2 separate regions of the Danio rerio genome follow, and region 2 is linked to region 1. The links are chromatin contacts, called in public HiCAR-type maps. All regions are on one chromosome and are shown on one strand. Each heading gives the region's core, a stretch centred on a gene start, on an enhancer-like site or on the middle of the called end of the contact. The rest is flanking DNA. Distances are from core to core; before and after follow the strand shown. Region 1 overlaps sema3fb (sema domain, immunoglobulin domain (Ig), short basic domain, secreted, (semaphorin) 3Fb). Region 2 overlaps LOC141376652 (a long non-coding RNA gene).

The links. HiCAR-type assays count read pairs that join an accessible place to other places.
Region 2: a contact with region 1 is called in a HiCAR-type map of caudal fin, with 10 times the contacts expected there. The contact joins two enhancer-like sites. A contact is called at or near these places in 5 of 18 Hi-C or Micro-C datasets (caudal fin, embryo and an unstated tissue) and 1 of 4 datasets of contacts at active chromatin or transcription factors (caudal fin).

What each region holds. Positions count from the first base shown.
Region 1 is chr11:37,864,194-37,867,002 of GRCz12tu, reverse strand. The region is part of intron 9 of sema3fb (sema domain, immunoglobulin domain (Ig), short basic domain, secreted, (semaphorin) 3Fb); the gene reads left to right. Among named protein-coding and RNA genes, the nearest start is that of zgc:112970, 59 kb to the left of the region's middle. Within about 2 kb of position 1,397, at least 7 of the 62 cell types and tissues checked have an H3K27ac peak or open chromatin away from gene starts, as enhancers often do.
Region 2 is chr11:38,115,541-38,118,349 of GRCz12tu, reverse strand. The region is part of intron 2 of LOC141376652 (a long non-coding RNA gene); the gene reads left to right. Among named protein-coding and RNA genes, the nearest start is that of arl8bb, 25 kb to the left of the region's middle. Within about 2 kb of position 1,414, at least 15 of the 62 cell types and tissues checked have an H3K27ac peak or open chromatin away from gene starts, as enhancers often do.

The DNA.
Region 1 (2,809 bases), core at 148-2,647:
CTACTTTGAAAATCATGCAGTCTGAACTCGGCATAAGTGAGGTTGTTTCAGCTCAGTTTCAACAAACTCTGAAGCTCTTCAGTTGTTGTGCAAAATTACTCAAACTAATGCACCAGGCTATATGACTGCATATGATGGTTATATAAGTGGGCAAAAACCTCTAAATGCCATCTGAAATTTTCTTCTAAAGTTACCATTTTTCCCTGGCTCTTGTGTGCATGTTCAGTAATTTTGTTTAACAAAACACAACAAAGCTAATGTAAACACAACGCTCATTTTAGAAGGAAATTTCAGGTGGCATTTAGAGATTTTTGCATCTGAACTCTTCAAATAGATACAGATAATTGTACATTTGCTGTCTAACTGAAAAATTATCATTATCAAATAATAATAATCATCATTATTATTAATTTATTTAATTTTATTATTATTTGTATCATTATTACTATTTTTTTACTATTTTATTATTATTATTATTGTTATTACAAATTATTATTGTTATTGTTTATTATTATTTTACTATTATTATTATTAATATTATTAATTTTAGTCATAATTTTTATAATAATAATAATAATAATAATTATTATTATTATTATTATTATTATTATTATTAGTATTATTATTATTATTATTATTATTATTATTATTATTATTATTATTATTTAATCAAAGCCAAATATTCATCCATAATTCAAACTTAACTTATTAATGGCAGGCAAATGAGTGCTTTTTACCCGTTAAGAAAATTTTGCAAAATACCGTTTGGTATTTTTTCCCCATATTTTTGTCTTATTGTATTTTTTATTTATTTATTTTTTGTTGGAAAACAAGACAAAACATTCATCTGCTTTATCTGTTAATTCTTGCCATAAATAAATGTAGAAATTAATAATGAAAGTGTGAATGAAAGCAAAAGTTATCTCTTTGGTGCTGATGTCTGTGGGTGTCAACATTCTGTCAACAAACTGAAGTGCACCTTTTTGTTCATAATCCCTCAATTTAAATGCCTAAAATTGACTTTCTCATTGTCATAAATAAAATAATGACATTTGACAGCATCGAGTGCCGGAAAATAAACCGAGGAGATGTTTACAGAGGAGAGTTTACACTCATGTGGATAGTTGGGTCCATTTAGGGACTTTGATGTTTGAAAGCCAACTTCACCAAGAAAAAAGGAACATTATAACATTGTTTCAGAACAAAACAATCTATCTACAGGTGTGAGAGCACCCTTAAAGAAGTTTGCTTTGGCTGCAGGCCAGTTAGGGATCACTTTAGCAGTGTTTGAATGAGAAAGATCCTCTCCCGGTTAGTCAAGTTTCAGTGGCCCTGTCCAATGTCGCCCACACCCTACTACAAAAACCACATGCAAAATCCCTCCGTCCACCCACAACATCCTGGATCCCCTAATGTGGGCCTCCAGCTCTGCATTTACACCGGGCCAGGTGACGTACCTCACCCTCTCCCTGCCATATGGCACTGCATTCCCCCCTTTGGTCATACGCCGAGATGGATAATGGCTTATTCGAAGCCGTATTACAGAAATCCACACTGTTTCTCTGAACAAAAGGCTCTTTTGAAAAGGCTGAAGGTGTGGGAGATGTGCCATGAGCTGCGGAGGGAGACTTAAAGGGAGTTCGAATGACGTCCAGAGAGAAGGACATGCCCTGTGGACGGATCAGGTGGAACACTAGGAATGCTGGGACCACTAAGGGTCTCGCTTTTGCACTTATAGTCTAATTGGCCCCAGTGATGGCCAGGTTATGATCATGCTGGAATTTATAGCTATTGCTTATATTAGAGCAGCAGATCTGGGCTCCCGACACTTATAAACATGTTTGGCTCTTTATTAGTGGGGAGGATGTTTACACAGGCTCATGGAGGTGTGTGTGTGTGTGTGTGTGTGTGTGTGTGTGTGTGTGTGTGTGTGTGTGTGTGTGTGTGTGTGTGTGTGTGTGTGTGTGTGTGTGTGTGTGTGTGTGTGTGTGTGTGTGTGTGTGTGTGTGTGTGTGTGTGTGTTTGTGTGTGTTTGTGTGTGTTTGTTTGTGTTTGTGTGTGTTTGTGTGTTGGAAGGATGTCCAGGTATTTTAATAGGGCAGTAAAGCTGTATTTTGTTGTGAGTTGTGTTGGTGTACTTATGAACAGGATAAAGCTTTACTTGGAGTACAGAGCAAGAGATGTGGTAAAATTTTATAAATATAAATTATATGTATAAAAGTAATATATATATATATATATATATATATATATATATATATATATATATATATATATATATATATATATATATATATAGGTTGAGTTTATTATGATTTTTTTCATACACTCACCAGCCGTTTTATTAGGTACACCTTAGTATTAAAGGGTTGGACCCCCATTTGCCTTCAGAACAGCCTTGATCCTTCATGGCAGAGATTCAACAAGGTACGGGAAATATTCCTCAGAGATTTTGCTCCATATTGACATGATAGCATCACACAGTTGCAACAGATTTGTCGCTGCACATCCATGATGCGAATCTCCCGTTCCACCACTTCCCAAGGGTGCTTTGTAGGATTGAGATCTGGTGACTGTGGAGGCCATTTGAGTACAGTAAACTCATTGTCATGTTCAAGAAACCAGTCTGAGATGATTCGTGCTTTGACATGGCACGTTATCCTGCTAGAAGTAGCCATCAGAAGGTCAGTAACAATACTCAGGTAGGCTGTGGCGTTGACACAAATGCTCAATTTTTATGAATGGGCCCAAAGTGTGTCCAGAAAATATCCCCCATGCCATTACACCACCATTACTAGCCTGAACCGTT
Region 2 (2,809 bases), core at 165-2,664, 250 kb before region 1:
TACACTCCATATGTGACAATTCTGTTCTGAACAATACATTATATCTGCTGTCAAATACTTACACATTCTAGTGTTCTATTTTATTTATTTATTTATCTATTATAGTTTTATCTTTTTATTTGATTACAATATTTATAATAGTTTCCTATATTTATTCTATATTTTACTTTTACTTTTTGAATGCTTGTATTTTAGGTTAAATACTATTGTTATTCTAATATTCTAGTTTCATTTGTTTTGTTTTATCGTAGTGTTTTGTTTTAACACTATTATTTTATTCCATTATTCTTGTTTTAGTCTTTTTCTGTTTCAGCCTGAACTCAAGAGAACATGTAAGTATTGTAGGTTTTGAAAGTTTAGTGGCTAATTCAATCCCAAGTGTCATTCATCCAAGCAAATCGTGCTAAATTGTATGGGTTATATCGTACAAATTTATACAAATTAGCCACTGAATCAAAAAATTACGAATTGTGAGATTGCAATGTCTGTTTAATTAGGCATACACATTCACAAGTGTTTTTTTTTTTTCAAAACAGAAATACAAAATGTGTTACAAATATATATAAAAAAAAACTTTTATCACAACTTCACAACACTTGCTGAATTAGAAATACACTGTAACATCACATGAAAACACTACGATATACAGTTGAAGTCAATATTATTCACCCTCCTGTGAATTTTTCTTTTTTAAATATTTCCTAAATTATGTTTAACAGAGTCGGACATTTTCCACAGTATTTCCTATAATATTTTTTCTTCTGGAAAAAGTCTTATTTGTTTTATTTCAGCTAGAATAAAAGCAATTGAACATTTTTTACTTATTTATTTTAAGTTCAATATTATTTGCCCCCTTAAGCACTATTTTTTTTAATTGTCAGAACAAACCCTCATTATACAATGATTTGCTTAATTACATTAACTTGCCTAATTAACCTAGTTTTAAGCTGAATATTAGTGTCTTGAAAAATACCTAGTAAAATATGATGTACTGTCATCATGGCAAATATAAAAGAAATCAGAAATTAGTTATTAAAACTAATATGTTTAGAAATGTGTTGGGGGAAAAATATAGGTTGCATAATTCAGGAAGGCTTTAACTGTGTGCAGTCCATATGTGACAATTCTGTTCTGAACAATTAATATCTGCTGCCAAATATCCCCATTCCAAAAACAGATTCGCTGATACTAATCTTTGATTGGCTGTGCACTTTATTCCTCACAAACTTAAAATATCAGAACACATGTTTGTAGAAACTTCAGACTCATTTCCAACTAGCTACCCTTCTTAATCTCCCACACTTTAAGTGCACGTTAAAGTGTAGTTTATCAGTGCTGCAACAGGACTCTGCAGGAAGACTGACAGCTCTCTGACAGGAAGCTGATGGTGATAGGAGTAAATGGGAGAGGTGCTCTCACGCCCCAGGCTTGTCACCATGCCTGCAGCCTGTCATAATAAGACAGTGCTGACCGCTTGGGGTGACAGATTATAGAGCGTTTCCCCTGGAAGCGGTGAGTGCATGCGTGGCCTGACCAATTAGAAGCATCAGTGCTGCAGGTCTGTTTTAAAGAGTTTGCTGAAGTTTAAAGCCCAAGTACACTGAATAAAATGATTCATTGGATTTAGTGTGGTTAGTGGTTTCAAACTGTTTATATGGGTTGAATTTAAACAAATTTAATTTAGTAAAATTCAACTTAATTTAACAACCATGTTTGTTAATGCACATTGCCCCTTTGTGGCGCATTGCTACAAACACTATTGTCATTCATTTTGCTTCAGCTTAGTCCCTTATTTATCAGGAGTCGCTACAACAGAATAAACTGCCAACTTATTCAGCATATGTTTTATGCAGTTGACCTTCCATTTACAACCCAGTACTGGGAAACACCCATACACTCACATGCACACACACATAAACACTTTGGCCAATTTAGTTTATCCAATTCACTTATACCGCATATCTTTTGACTGTGGGGGAAACCGGAACACCCAGAGGAAACCCATGTCAACATGGGGAGAACATGTAAACTCCATTCCAAAATGGCAACTGGCCCAGCTAGGACTCAAAGCAGCGACCATCTTGCTGTGAGGCGACAGTGCTAACCATTGAGCCATCGTGCCATAGGTTGGTTGTTACTTTAAATAATTCTTAAAAATTACGTCAATGATTGTGTTTGTCCATATTTTCTCTAATTTTATGTTGTGACAACTTAAATTTTTTTCCAAGTATAGCTTATTAGATTCAAATGCATCTCATTGTGACTTGTTTAAATCTTGTGGGCTGCAGTTTATGATGGTGTATCCTCAAAATAAGTGTTATAATTTTTGCACCTTTTATGCTCATCCCCCTCCACATCTCTCTAGGAAAAAAAAAATGATTTCATCTTAACTTCCAGACAACGTAATGAGCAAATGAATCACACCTTTTTATTCGGCGCTGTGATTTCTCACTCTTTGCCTGAGCAGCGCGGCGAAGCTGAAAGCTCTCACCTCTGCTGCCAGATCTTGAAGTGCTCAGAGTCCCTGCAAATTGTCTCTCATCCTCTCGTTTATCTGCTCAGGGAGAAAAGCCCTCCGTATCTCTCATGTCGCCTGTTAACACGGACATGATGTTCCTCTTCAGAGCCCTCCAAATGGAGCTGTGATACATTCTTATCCATCCGTCAGGAGCTGTTTCTATTCTCTGAAGATTTTGAGCTTGTTTTGACATGTTATGCAACTATTTTTATTGTATAATTTAGCTTTATTTCTTGCTAAGTAAATTTTTGCTATCGTTGTTTGATCTAGTTAGTTATGCTTATGCAACAC